Linked DNA regions of Mus musculus: all the other regions are linked to region 4. Evidence: chromatin contacts called from public Hi-C, HiChIP or PLAC-seq and Micro-C data. All regions are on one chromosome and are shown on one strand. The core of a region is the stretch at or near the end of the contact, and the rest is flanking DNA. Distances in the headings are between cores, read along the strand shown.

The links. Hi-C and Micro-C count contacts between places; a contact is called where the count stands out from the background. HiChIP or PLAC-seq counts read pairs in DNA pulled down with a chosen protein or histone mark.
Region 1: a Hi-C map of the C2C12 cell line shows a contact between it and region 4, with 6 times the contacts expected there. The contact joins two enhancer-like sites. A contact is called at or near these places in 3 of 484 Hi-C or Micro-C datasets (the C2C12 cell line, embryonic fibroblasts and nephron progenitors), 4 of 115 datasets of contacts at active chromatin or transcription factors (bone marrow-derived macrophages, embryonic stem cells and fibro-adipogenic progenitors) and 1 of 9 other capture datasets (embryonic stem cells).
Region 2: a contact with region 4 is called in an H3K27ac HiChIP or PLAC-seq map of stem cell-derived epiblast-like cells, with 6 times the contacts expected there. The contact joins two enhancer-like sites. A contact is called at or near these places in 7 of 484 Hi-C or Micro-C datasets (the HPC-7 cell line, bone marrow-derived macrophages, embryonic fibroblasts and 4 more), 7 of 115 datasets of contacts at active chromatin or transcription factors (embryonic stem cells, fibro-adipogenic progenitors, heart atrium and 2 more) and 1 of 9 other capture datasets (embryonic stem cells).
Region 3: a Hi-C map of the N1E-115 cell line shows a contact between it and region 4, with 2.6 times the contacts expected there. The contact joins two enhancer-like sites. A contact is called at or near these places in 4 of 484 Hi-C or Micro-C datasets (the N1E-115 cell line, embryonic fibroblasts and nephron progenitors) and 5 of 115 datasets of contacts at active chromatin or transcription factors (bone marrow-derived macrophages, embryonic stem cells, extraembryonic endoderm stem cells and 1 more).
Region 5: a contact with region 4 is called in a Micro-C map of muscle stem cells, with 4 times the contacts expected there. The contact joins two enhancer-like sites. A contact is called at or near these places in 3 of 39 promoter capture datasets (the 3T3-L1 cell line and liver), 9 of 484 Hi-C or Micro-C datasets (the HPC-7 cell line, Sertoli cells, cumulus cells and 6 more) and 4 of 115 datasets of contacts at active chromatin or transcription factors (embryonic stem cells and heart atrium).

What each region holds. Positions count from the first base shown.
Region 1 is chr2:61,220,529-61,223,228 of GRCm38.p6, reverse strand. No RefSeq gene overlaps it. Among named protein-coding and RNA genes, the nearest start is that of Gm26422, 58 kb to the left of the region's middle. Within about 2 kb of position 1,333, at least 10 of the 459 cell types and tissues checked have an H3K27ac peak or open chromatin away from gene starts, as enhancers often do. A contact at or near this core is called in the C2C12 cell line, where this site is marked.
Region 2 is chr2:61,245,834-61,248,696 of GRCm38.p6, reverse strand. No RefSeq gene overlaps it. Among named protein-coding and RNA genes, the nearest start is that of Gm26422, 33 kb to the left of the region's middle. Within about 2 kb of position 1,521, at least 56 of the 459 cell types and tissues checked have an H3K27ac peak or open chromatin away from gene starts, as enhancers often do. A contact at or near this core is called in embryonic fibroblasts, embryonic stem cells, heart atrium and 2 more, where this site is marked.
Region 3 is chr2:61,197,904-61,200,666 of GRCm38.p6, reverse strand. No RefSeq gene overlaps it. Among named protein-coding and RNA genes, the nearest start is that of Gm39833, 72 kb to the right of the region's middle. Within about 2 kb of position 1,501, at least 2 of the 459 cell types and tissues checked have an H3K27ac peak or open chromatin away from gene starts, as enhancers often do. A contact at or near this core is called in the N1E-115 cell line, where this site is marked.
Region 4 is chr2:61,401,002-61,403,701 of GRCm38.p6, reverse strand. No RefSeq gene overlaps it. Among named protein-coding and RNA genes, the nearest start is that of Gm39834, 32 kb to the right of the region's middle. Within about 2 kb of position 1,366, at least 177 of the 459 cell types and tissues checked have an H3K27ac peak or open chromatin away from gene starts, as enhancers often do. A contact at or near this core is called in the C2C12 cell line, the N1E-115 cell line, embryonic fibroblasts and 5 more, where this site is marked.
Region 5 is chr2:61,266,538-61,269,237 of GRCm38.p6, reverse strand. No RefSeq gene overlaps it. Among named protein-coding and RNA genes, the nearest start is that of Gm26422, 12 kb to the left of the region's middle. Within about 2 kb of position 1,322, at least 29 of the 459 cell types and tissues checked have an H3K27ac peak or open chromatin away from gene starts, as enhancers often do. A contact at or near this core is called in muscle stem cells, where this site is marked.

The DNA.
Region 1 (2,700 bases), core at 84-2,583, 180 kb after region 4:
GTTATCAAGAGACAAGTGTTAAAATATTCAGCAAGTGCTATGGGCTGACTAATATTCACCTGTGGAAGCGTAATTGTCCATGTGATAATTTTAGGAGGGGGAACCATGGGGAGATGAGATGATTATGTCATAAAGTCAGAGCCTTCCTGGATATGATTAGTGTCCCAAGGAAAGCTCTTAGGGAGCAGGTTCTTTTGTTCTTCTGCCAAGTGATAACAGAGTTTGAGAAGCCGAGGCTGGGCCCTCACCCCAATGGAGCCTTGAGCTTGGGCCTCTCAACCTCTTGAGCTCGTGAAATAAATTTTCATCCTTTATAAATTACCTAGTTTGAAGTGTTTTGTTTTCAGTTGGTTTTGTATTCTGTCAGTTCTGGTTCCATGATATTCAAGTTGTACTCACAGATGCGTCCATGTTAAGGATTATTCCATGCACTTGGTAAAGTAGTCCTTTCCTGCCTCTCTGACACCATTCATCGCTTTGTGGTTTGGTTCATTACTAAGCTACATCATTTTTCTCATGACTCACGTTAGTGTGGCATGTAATTTAACCTGTTATTTCCAATTTATCTGCTTACTTCATTTTTCTTTCTTACAAATAGGGTAAAGAGATAATTAGGATAAAAAGAATTGGATTTAAAACAAATTTAATCTGGTAATCTCTTGCTCATATTCTTCTGGGCTTATTCATTCTACCATCCATTAAGCCCATCTGATATTTTTTCTTTTAAAAAAAAATCTTAAAATTTGCCTTTTAAAAGTCTCTTGCTGAGCTTTTCATATATGCATTTTAAAAATGCACTCCCCTTTTTTATTCCTCTATAAGGCATTTTATAAAACCATTTTCACTTGCACGGTGCATTTTTATTGGATATTGGCTATTATAATGATGCATCATGAAGAGTCCTGATTACTTTGTGTTTCTTTTGAGAAAGTTCAATTTTGTTCCAGCAACAAATTATTATGTCAACTTTAAGGCTATACTTTATTTGGGGTCTTTTTGTTTGTGTGCTTGTTTATTAGTGTTAGGGTAGGGTTCTTATTCCAGCCACAACTGATTTGTCTGGGGGTCTGTGTATACTCCTTAGTCAGCATTGGAGCTAGAATAGAATTTCAGTATTACCCAGAATCACAGGACTTCCACTGGGTCAGTTCAGCTGTCCGCTGCACAAGAGGCTCTCCAGCTAGTCTTCTTCCTGCACAGCTCCTTGGTGTTTGGTATCCTTTTCTGCTACTTCTAGTCACTTCTGCATCCCATAACTGTAACCTCAGTCTCATCCATTCAGCAAAAATACGTTCTCTCCTTGTCTCCAGCAGCCTATGCCAACTGTTAAGTGTCTCTGGGCAGAAAGCCAGGGCAAATATGGAGCTGAATTTATGTGTTTTTCTTCTCTCAAAGTTCATAAGCCTGTGGTTTCTGTGTTCAATACTGAGAACACTTGCTTTCCCTATCATGTCTTGTTGCTTACGGCAAGGCCTGGCCAGTACAGCCAGAAGCAGAAATTCCTGCCTCCATGTTTAAAAAAATATTAGGAGTTAGCAATTTACATCTGAGGGATTAATGTCCAAAACTTTCATAACATGAATGATGTTTCAAGTTTCAATAAAGTGAAATTTAGGAAACTTAAACAATTAAAAGTATTAAAATAACAATTGACTCCTCTTACAAGATTTTAAGACTACAGTAGAGTATGTAGAGACTTTACTGACCCTGAATCTTCTTGCATTGGATTGAAAATTCTATCTACCATTCTGAGAGAAAGGTCTTAATGAGGGTCTCCAAAAACCCAGAGCATGAGACTAGGTCTTGAGGATTAGATTACAGATAGCAAATGTGGACTTATTCTTGGGACACAGGATGATGTAATATGAACGATGCAAAGGAAAAGGCAGCTGCTGTGAAGGCTGTGTCTGTGGTAGCTACAAGCCCCATTTTGGAAGAAAACTATCTGGTATTGCTGCTGCTTTGGCTGTTTTCTCCTCAGTGGTCCAGAGCACTGAAGTCTCAAAAGAAGGCTACTAGAAGTTGGCTGCGGTGATTTGAATAAGAATTGCCCCATAGGCTCCTGTAGTCACCAGGAAGTGGCACTATTTGAACAAAAAGTTAGAAGAACTAGAAAGTGTGGTGTGTTGAAGTAGATATGGCCTTGTTGGAGGAAGTATGTCACTGGAGGTGGCCTTTGAGGTTCCAAAAGTCCATGCCAGGCACATTCTCTCTCTGCCTCTCTGCCTGCACAGCAGGATGTATCTCTCAGCTACTGCTTCATGAGTGCTGCCATACCCCTGACCCCCATGATGATAATGGATTAACCCTCTGAAACTGTAAGCTAGCCCCAATTAATTGCTGTCCTTTATAAGAACTGTGTGGTCATGGTGTCTCTTCACAGCAGTAAACAGTCACTAAGTCAGAGGGTCTCACATAAAAGCAAAAGTGATATATACCCGAAAGGGTATAAAAAATCTCAATATGCCAACATGAAAGACACTTTCTAAAAGTTACCACGACATCTCCAAAAGTTCATAACTGTTGAAAAGTGAAGTCCAAAGATATTAAAATGGTTGAAATGCTAGGCAAATATTTTTAAAAGATAATTTCAATGATAATTTTAAACAGGGTACAAATAGCTTGATGAATGATGTAAGGAGAACAATATGAGATATAAAGAGAAAGTGAATATGAGATAGAAAATTTAAACAAATGACA
Region 2 (2,863 bases), core at 272-2,771, 160 kb after region 4:
TATACAACAAATACTTGCTGAATCCTTACCTTCCGCTTCAAGATGTTGTCCCTTTCTTTCTAATTTGACATGGCTTAACTATGCCAGTGGTCAGGAGATGAGAGTTGACAAATTGGGAGGGAAAATTGTAACTGAAAAAGAACACAATATATCTTTTACATCTTTAGGAATATAAGTTGAAAATATAAAAACCAACCTGACTTCCTTTATTCCTTCTTTCATTTCTTCTTCCCTCTCTCTTTTTCTCCCCCTCCCTTCCTTCCTTCTTAGCTCACCGTAGTCCTTAAATTCTATCAGTATTCTTGACTATACAGCATAGTTAGAATGCACCTAGCACACAACCAGCTCCCCTGCAATATATCCCAAATGTTTTCTTTTAAAATTCAGTCCAGGTTTTCTGAAATTGAAATTCACATGCAACTCATTTGTAGGATTGAACATACATCTTATAGTACACACTGGCATTAAATTGAAATGTGAAGGATGAGAAGTCATTTGCGTGGGCAGGAAGCCAAATCATTCCTGGAGTTCTGCATGCAGGCAATAATTTACATCGACAGGTAGAAAACATGTTATGTGCTCTTGGTACAATGATACCGCAAAGCCTGGCCATGACTCATAACTCAGCTAGCATTTATAAATGCTCAAAAAATGTGGGAAAATGGATGAAAACTTGTTCTTGTCTGAACTCAAAGGCAACGGAGTCCTTGGGATCTGACAAGAGAATAAAGGAACAGGAGCAAAATAGAGGATGGGTAGGTAGATAGATAGATAGATAGATAGATAGATAGATAGATAGATAGATAGATAGATAGATAGATAAGGCCAGGCAGGCAGACAGACAGACAGAAAGACAGAAAGACAGACAGAGTTAGTGAGTGAGCTTTGGGTTTTATTTTCTATCATTTCTGGAATCATTCAGGACTTGAAAGAAGAGTTAGTGACATCTGTTATTGTATTCTTTGCCTCATTAATTTAAGATAATGTAATTGTTACTATTGTTAATCACTGTGATCAGCTCTAATGTTTTTTTCATCTCCTTCCTATTTTCTTTGAAATTGTTGACTGTGAACTAAAGAGCTTCAATATAAGCATTTCCCTTAAAATTAGTGACATTTGTTTTCTGTTAACAGCTGGTGGGAGCAGGCTAGACAGAGGGGAATAAAAGGACAAGCCACAGTCAGTGGCCTGCCTAATGCCAGCATAGTCAAAATTCCAAGACAATGATGACTATAGCCTTACGGTGAATAGCTCTTTTCCAGGGACAAATCGTATTAGTTTTTCATTTTCTTGAATAACAATTGATCTTTTCTTCCCTTGAACTTGTCCTATCTCCCCCCAAAGCCCTTTTATACAACATTTTTGGGGGGAGAGGAAATAAACAAACAAACAAACAAACAGTAAAGGACTTCAACCTTCAGTTCAGTTAACCAACAAACAAACAAAAGCAGCAACTGAGCATGCCTAGACTGCCTTCCCCAACCAGCTGTGCCCTGTTGGGCACACTGCAAAGATGCTGCCTTCTTTCTCAGTCACTGTGTGCACCCACCAGCTGTCCTACTGGGTCCCAGTGTGCACTACAAAGTGAAATCAGGAATGTTCTGCTTTGTTGTGATAACAAAGTTTGAGCTGCTGGTGGATCAAGCTGTTTCTCTCCAGACACTTAGCTCAAAAGATCTGGGTTTCTGGACAGTCCATCTTGTTCTTGTTTTCTTGGCAGTGCTCACAGCAGCCCTCCTGTGACTAGGGCAAAGTTTAAATCTTGAATTGGGAAGAGTCGGGGGCAAGTTCCCACAGGTGGTACTGTTCAAATAGTCGCATAAAGTGCTTCCTTTGTCGTTAAAACCAACCCTGTAATCTGTCCCAAGTGAAATGGGGCATTGTTTCAGAAACACCAAAGTAGATGGCTGTGTTAACAGGACAAAGGGAACTTTGTGTGATGAGGCAATTGTTGAACAAACTTGGTAAACAGTAACCTGTGAATAATATGAAAACCTCAAAGCTCAAACACCAGATGTTACTCAATTTTCATTGTGGCTAGGTTTTAACCATCCTTTACAAGGTGTCTGTGAATATGAAAGTCAGAGAGAAAATTATGCTCCTCATCTGAAGTGCACAAAAGGCAAAGAACTTTCTGCATGTTTCAATGTGTCCCTCCATGCTGAGACTGTTCCTGGGGACGCAGTAAGCCCTTCAGTGTTAGGTGTAGTAAGACATAGGATGGAATAAATTCTTGTGCACTGTTATCCCTTAGACAGTATTAATGGCATATCTTAGCTTTCTGAGTGTTATACACACCCCTAATTCCTTCACAAATGTTTGTTGTATATCAAGAAATAGTATCCAGCAAACTCCTAAACTTTTCCAGCCTCAGTTATTCCAGTTACTGTGAGACATGTCAAGACTTCTCTCCACAGCCTATTATTCTCTGTTTATATTAGTACTACATGGAAGTAGTTGAGTAAGATAAATGCCCATTACAACAATTGTTACGTCAACTTAATTCAAAAGGAGGCTGAAGGATTGGCTGTTTTTCCATTTAAATAAGAGTATATCTTCCCCCTTGCTCCTCCATTCTTCCTTTAATTCTGTGAATTCAATGTGGTTTTTTGGATAAGAGTTATCTTCACATTCTCAATCATCTTTTCATATGAAATATATTAGAACAGTTTGCTAGTTTCTGGTAAGATGATTTCAGAGTTAACCCTGGTACCCTTTGAACTGAGATTCTTGCTAATTTAATTTATAGCTAGGTGTCATGACACACCTAAAATCCCGGGCCTTAGGCGGTTGAGACAGGAGGCTTATGTCTGAAGCCAGGCAAAGCTACATAGAGAAAACCTACCCCAAAGTAAAGTAAACT
Region 3 (2,763 bases), core at 252-2,751, 200 kb after region 4:
TATGTATCACCGAAGTAATAAAACTTACACAGCACTCTTGTTGGGAGCAAATGGATGCAGCTCAGGAAAAACAGGCCCTTCATATCTGAGGTAGATATCTCCAGGCCAATTGAAAAGGAGCTGGAAGGAAACACACCACTGAGATGCTGTCGTATACGGTTCCACACAATTCTCAAGTCAGGGCAGTTATAAACATGGCCCACCATACCACATCATCTGCAAAAGTCACAAGATTTTTCAAAACCAATTTCTGGGTAGATCAGACTCAGTGATCTCAGTTTTCGATGGTTTCTGACTCGAAAGTCTGAGCTTCAATAAAAACAATTCTTTGGTTTTAATCTTCCTGGATAAATATGAACATCTATCAGTTTCAGACTTAATCCAATTAAGTAAAACTACTGTTAATGGCCAGGGAGACAGCTTAGTAGTTAAAATAGCAACCCCTCTTGCAGAGGACTTGGATCCAGCTCAAGCACCCACAGCAGGCAGCTTGCAAATACCTGTAACCATGGCTGCACACAATCTGATGCCTCTGACTTCTGAGGGCACCCAGACTGGTTTGCATAGACCTACAGGCAGACATACACATACACATAATGGAAAACAATAAAATAAGATGAATTTAATTTTGTATTTTAAAGCTAGATGAGTATTAAGTTCTTCGTGTTACTAACACTCTGGAGACTGGGAGGCCTGTGGACTGCCCTGTCAAGGTCACTTTAATGAGAAAAGAGGAAGATCTATGCCATGGCCACGTATAATCCTGCTGGGGACATTTAAAGTAGTATTTGTTTCATAGTCATTTCCCACCCATCTCCCTCACCCCACCCCCAATATTCAAACATATGCTCAGAGCTTTCAGGAAGGAAGGAAGACTACCCAGGAGGTACAAAATGAGCATGATTCAAATGTTTTGTCAGCTGGAGTCCTAGCCAGCAACCAATTTTCACAAACTCTTGTGCGTTATTCAAATTATCATAATATTATTCAAATAATCATAACACAGCATTGGGTCTTTGACCTATTAATTATCCTTTCATCCGTTCCGTCCCTGCTGCCGAGTTAATTAGTCAGATGGCGGGGTCTCTGCTTTATGTACATTATCTCAACGACAGAAAGCCACAAAGTTGTATCAAGAACTGCGGTGTTAGAGCCATCCTTTTCCGTCCTAATAATCATGCATGCAAATTATTTTTTAATCTTTTTCTTCTAGATAATAGCCTTGCTATTCAGAGGAGAGCCAGAATCCTTCATCTCTTTGCCACTGTGTGTGTTGAAGAAGAAATAAGTGGCGACTAGCCACCCGACACCCCAGATTGCATCCTGGCCCAGTTTTCCTCTCCTTGAAAGAGAGGAAATCGCTCCTTAGACAAGTAGAATTCTCTTTATCCTGTCCTTTCTGCCCCAAAGCCATGATTGAGTGTCTTTGATTGACACTGCTGGTGGGATCTGACCCTGTCTTCTGCTATACCAACACTATGGGCTCATCAGTCAGAAACCCAATCTCTAGCAGCTCACAAAGGGACTTCTTAAAATTCCTTTCTCATGTAACATGGAGCTCACCCTGTGACATCAGCCTCAGTAAGGAAACAAACAACAAACCACATATCTCTTGTCAGAAGTGCTGTACAGCTACTATTTTCTATTACATATGTCTAGATTTTTCTGTCAAAGTTTTTGTTTATTTTAGAGTATAAGAGTCCTTTTCAGATTGACAAGTGAGACTATTTTAGCAAATGTAACATTGAAGTTGGCATATCTTCATTTCCTGTTTTATCATCAGGAGATCAGTGAGACGAAACTGTTTCAAAGAGGGGAGGAGTGATACAGTGCATTTTCCCTCAGTGGTGAAATTAAGAAGTCACTTAGGAAATGAAGACACCCAGGGGTTCACTGATGCCAAGAAGGCACATGGCTTCTGGGAATGATGCTACAACCAAGATGCTGGGACCTCTAGCTGAAGACTGTCTTACAGAGTAGGCTACCCAGGGAGCTGGGGCCAAGCAGAAATGTAACCAGAATGGAAAACCACCCCACAAGGAAAAAATAGAAGGGAAGAAATACCCTGGCTTCTTCCTCCTGGCTAATCTCTCACCAAAATTTCACCAGTGGAATTATCTAGAAGCTATGTATAAGAAACCATGAACACAGCTATTGTGCAGAAGGGTTCTAGATAGATCCAGGAGTTGTATCTATCTGCTCTTGTGATGATAGTGAGAGCTGTATCATTAACACCAATCAAAATGCATATGATGGATATGCAAGGTCCATCTACAAGAGCATGTGAATTTAGCCTTACTCACCTAGAACTGACAAAACTTACAAGTGTACACCAATCTAAACAAGTCCAAAGTACACTGGCCAAGTTAATAGAATAAATAAAACCACCCAGGAAAACAATAACTTTTAGTACAGTAGTACTTATTCAGGGGTGCAGGACAAACAGTGCTCCAAAGAGCACATCAGATATTTCCATATGCTTCTTTACAGAGCAAAATCAGATATGGTCAACACTTTGCTCATGTCATTTAAGGCCTTGAGATCAGGTCTTCTGGATCATCTCAGGAGGCTCAGTTTAGTCATATGAGTCATTGAAAATCAGAGAGCCTTTGCTGGATGCATTGAGAAGCAAGAGGGTGCAAGTAGTGTCAGAGAGGGAAGAAAGGGTCTCTACTGAGATTTTCTGATTCTAAAAACCTTGAAAGGGAGCCAGGAGTCAAAAGGTATGGTTAGTGTCCCGAAGCTGGAAGATGTCCCAGAACC
Region 4 (2,700 bases), core at 117-2,616:
AGCTCATGACTACTATATATAACTCCACCTCGTGTGTACTCTTCTGGTCCTTGCACACTCTACTCACGCGAAATACCTTCCCATAGAAAAATACTTAAAAAAAAAAGGTCTTTAAAAAAATCAGTGCAACGTGTGATATATTTATTAGGTATTTTTATCCACAAGTAGTTCTGAGTCGGGCTTAGGAAGGCAGACTCTGCCTCTTATCAGCTAGCTTTGCATCACCTATTATGGGATGCTAGAGCACCACCACTGGAAGGCTCTTAGAGGCCAGGTGGTAAACGCAGGCCATGGATCAGCAGCATCAGCATTACCTAGGAGTCTGTAAGAATTTCAAAGCCTGGACCTTACCTTACCCCAGGTTAGAATTTGCATCTTAATGAGATCCCCAGGTGCACATTAAAGTTTCTGAAACACAGCTGTTCAGTTGGTCTGGTTTTCCTTCAGATTTTCAAACAAAAGAAACCGCAGTCCAGAGAGAGCAAGGACAAGAGCCGGGAAGAGAATCTGACCTTTTTATTTTATGGCTTGTGTGTAGGACCATGCACCACCCACCTCCAGCATCCCGATGACAGCCGCAGCCCAGACTACCCCCATCTCAGCTCTGTGAGAGCTTCGGCATTCTTCATCAGGAAGAGAATAGTCTTTCTGAGTCTTCCTCCAGAAACTCCTCCCTCCCTTCTTATTCCCAGTATCCTCTAAGGATACTCAGCTTTCAAAATGCAGACTTCCAAATTTTCGTAATAAAATGAACTAAAAACTCTTTGGGGAGGAAAGTGATTTTCCCGTTGCATTTGTTTACTCTCGGTGAGCTCCTGAGACGGCTAACACACTAGTTGTTAATCACACCATCTGTTCAAACGGCACTGTGGAACCATTACATTCATCCTTTCTTCTTTTTACGGAAAAAAAAATTTCAGAACACTATGTTTGCGTCTGTTTTGCTCCATCACCTGGCAGTGTAGTGTAAGCTAGTTAATCTTTCCAGTTGAAAATAACTTTCAATTGGCAAATACGTATTTTTAATGTTCATATATCACATACACAGACTCCTCCCCCCCCCAAAATGTGTCCTTTGACATTCCAAACATGGAAAACGCTAAAAGAAAAAGAAAATCTGTTACAGACTGTATGCTTGTCAAAGTTTTAAGCATTTGATTATATTTAAATGAAGCATTCAGGACGATGATTTGTCTGACTGACCCGGAAAATATTTTCCCCGTTGGCCCTGAAGATGGCAGTGCTGTGCAGTTTAGAACAGCTCTTCGTTTCCCCCCCCCCCCCCCACCCCCCCGCCTCACCTCCCCCCCTAAGGAATTTCTGGAATGGCAGAAAGTGGGGGAGGATCCACCAGATCTGAACCTTCTAACACTTAGCACAAACCTCTCCTGAACCCTGGGACAATCTGGTTTGTCTTTCAGTCTCTTTGTTTTTGTTTAAGACTGTACCTTATTCGTTTCCTGTTTCCAGTCGCAATAGAAATGGGACTAGTTGAACGATTATTCCCATGTCGCGGGTAGCCAAGGAAGCGACTATAGCTTACCGAGAAGCTGGTTTGCAACAGCCTGCCTTTTTTTTTTTTTTTTCTTTAATTCTAACAAAGGCTTTACCCAAGATAAACTGAATACTAGAGGTTTTGAGAGCCCACTGGGACCACATCTCTGGCAGCCTCCCTCCGTCTCCTAACTCGGGACGCCTGTTGTATCACATTCTTTACATTTTATTAGCAGGGACTAGAAGAGTCGGTTTGGGGCAGCATATACCAAAGGCGGTCTCTTGACCCTGTCATTGTGAGGTGTTGGCGGGGAGAGAGAGGGAAGAGGCGTGTATATGCCTAACTTTGGGGACTCTTAAAATAGGGTTGTTTAACTAGCCAGAAAAGACTTATTGAAAACAAGCACACGAGGGCTCTTATGTGACATTCTGTCACCAATAAACCAGTAGTGCTTATGTCCTCTGAGCCAACTTCCCCCACCCCCACCGTGGCAAATGCCTCAGCAGTATCTAATTTAACCTTCACCACCACTGTCTGAGGCAGACACAACATCCCTTTGCTGGAGGTTTTTGCCTTTATACGTGGAAACTAAGGTCATGAGACTAGATAAAATTGTTGGGCTTTACATTTTGAACTCTAGAATATGCTGAAGCATTCATCGCCTTGAATTTTGGTTCAATGGAGAGATAACAAAATATTAAGCCCTTATCAATGAAGCATATTTGGTACCCACTTAATGATAAAGAAAAGGAGAGGCCAAGGCTCTAGTACGTCATTCTACCAAGGGCTACACAATTGCAGAGAAGCCAAGCCCCCAGGAAACATACCATTTGTTTTGAAAAAAAAAGGGGGGGGGTGGTTCTAGATAGAAGACTGTATGATGTTAGGCATCTTAATCTAGTGCAACATCTTTAAAGATGAGGGCAACTTAAGAATCGTTCCCTATCTTTTTTCAAAATTTCCACTTGGAGTTTTCAAAGTCAAAGTTTCCCCTCCCCCATCCATCTTGTACTACAAAACAACCATCTCTCTCCCCTTGTGGCGCCTCTCCTACCCCCCCTTCCCCACTTCTCTCCTCTCTCCTCCTCTTCTTCTTCTCTCTCTCCCCCCTTCTTTCCCCTTCCCTTCTCCCTCTCTCTGGCTAAGAGTGCAAAGCAGCTGGGGTGGAAGGTGAAAGATAAAAGCACAAGGATAATCTATCTGTT
Region 5 (2,700 bases), core at 73-2,572, 130 kb after region 4:
CAGTTGGTGGGAGAAAGCGTGCCATTTTCTTCTGTGGTATAGTTGACCGAGATCCAGTCAAAAACCTCTTACCCATACTCACGTGAGAAACCCTAGTGAAGTTCAGCTGGTCACATGCAAAAGGAAGATGAGAGGGTGAGGGGGACTTCTGGGGAAGAAGGGTTTTAAGGAAAGAGGTAAGATGTGGGAGGGAGGGGAGAGAAGGGGATGAAGGGTAACTATAACTGAAATTCCTTATGTCCATGTATGAAACTATCTAACAAAAGATAAAAGAATAAAAAGGAAGAGAGGAAAGGAGGGCTGTCTTTAGTGGTTGGAAAAACAGGTTAAACACACTCTGGCAGCTCCAAACCCAACTCTTACTTTCCAGCTCTCACCTTGTTACTACTCCTTGCTCACAGTCTTAAAGCCTTTGCTACAGTTGTTCCTAGAACAGCAACACATGCTAACTGACTCTGAAGGTTCTAGTTCAGTGGTTCTCAACATCCCCCTTTCATACCGTTCCTTCTGTTGTAGTGACCCCAACCATAGTGTTACTTTGTTCCTACTTCATAACTGTAATTTTGTTATTGTTATGAGTCATAATGTAAGTATCTGATAGGCAGGATATCTGATAGGTGACCCCCAAAGCGGTCAAGCTCTATAGGTTGAAAATTGCTGCTCTAATTTATCATTTTAATTCATACATTTTAGCCAGATATCATTCAGATAAAAATTTTACTGCAGGGAAAAAACAATTCCATGGGCATGACTTGTTCTGGAACCTTCTTTTTCCTTCAACCCCTATTTGCATCATCACCATCATAATTTTATGTTTAAAAAATAATAGTATTACAGACACACAAAAGTTGGACTACAGCGCTGTAGAGAGATATTCTGAGTGCAGAATGAACATTTTAACCACTGTGATCACCCTTAACAGTGATACTTAAAAAGACAGAATTGTTCATTTGTCAAGGTTATTTTAAGGATGAAAATTCTCATATAAATACATTTGGTATACAGGATGCAAAATTATCTTTCTGAAGCATAAAAATGAAAAAAGGTTAGTGTTACAAATAGTTCTTTGCTTTTCAGCTACACAGGGTGCTGATTGATTTACATAGTTGTTGCAATTAATACCTTTGAAAAAAATGTTTCCAAGAGACAGGGCATGTTAGTCTGCTTTTTGTTGCTATGACAAAAATGATTTGAAAATCAACCCTCAGAATGCCTGTAAAAACCAAAGTGGAAACAGGCTCCCTGTTTCAGAGATTTTACTCCATGGCTCTGTGGTCCCCATCTCTGTGGACACGAGACAAGGCTGAACCTCATGATTGAGAATGAGTAATAGAAGCTCAAGTGCCTACCTTGTGACTCATGGTGACCAGAAAGGAGAGATGGGGAGAGAGAGAGAAAATGGGGTAAACTTCTAGAGTAAGATTCCAGGAACACACTTTGTTTAAGTAAGTAACAGGCCTCAGAATCCAATGGCACCAAATTATAAGCCCATCGATGGATGAACACACTGACCAGGTCAGAGGCCTCACGATCCAGACACCACCATAAAGGCTTACGAGCTGGCAACCGAGCCTTGAGCATATGGCCTGTGAGTGATCATTTGGAACTAAACTACTATAGTGGACAAACACAAAATGTCCTTGTTTGTATCAGGTTTGATTACAAATGACCGATGCCCACAAATAGTGGTTGAAACAAAGAAAAGTTGATTTTTTTTCTTTACAAAGAATTCTAAATGTAGGTATCACCTGAGAAATGAGTATAGCCACCAAGGTCCTGTTTTGTTTTCATTTTGTTTTTAGCTGTATTGGCTTTAGCTATCATATCTGCTTCTGAGCTCTAAGATGAGAAACTGTAGGGCCAGGGAAAGGAGTCAGGGAATAAAGGGTGTACTGCTCAAGCGTTGGGATCCAAGCTCAGATCCCAAGTACCCATGTAAAGGCTGCGTAGAGTGTCTACATCCCTAGTGACTATACAGGCAGGTACCTGACACTTGCTAACCACCCACTCTATTTAATTGGTATGCTCTGGGCTCAATGACAACTGACTCAATAATAAGATGAAATGAAATGGAGGAAGATACACAATGTTGATCTCTGGCCTCTACCTACATGTGTAGGTACCACTCACAACACACACACAAATATAGTTGAAACAAAAGCAAAACCCCAAGATATATAGTTGGTATTAAAGGAATAATCAGGGTTAGGACAGGTGAATAGAGAGCTGGAGAGACCGGTGGATTAACAAAGCTAAGGCTATCGGAAAAGGCTTTATAGAAACCCACTAAGTAGTAAGCTAATTTCAGAATACAATTTTTTCAAAAATTTGAATGTCTTTCTGTCTTGTATAGGTGGACCATCCTGTTCTTTGATGACGTTGATTACTAGACAAAAATCAAAGAGCCAGAAATGGGATATCTTGCTATGAATTATTGGTCAGGGGGCCTAGAAATCTCTTGAACAACAGAGCCTACTGCCAGTACTTTTCACTATGCACTGTAGCTACACATTAAGAGCTCATTGCTGAAGACACCATTCACTTTGAATGCAGAACATAGAGAAATCACGGTGAATACGTCAATAACTTCCTCTCTCCTGGCCAACTTTCTTGGTGCCAGATATACCATGCAGCTTTCTAGAGGAGAACAGATATTAACAGGTTTACCCAGTGCTGGATTCTGCATACTATATAACTGAC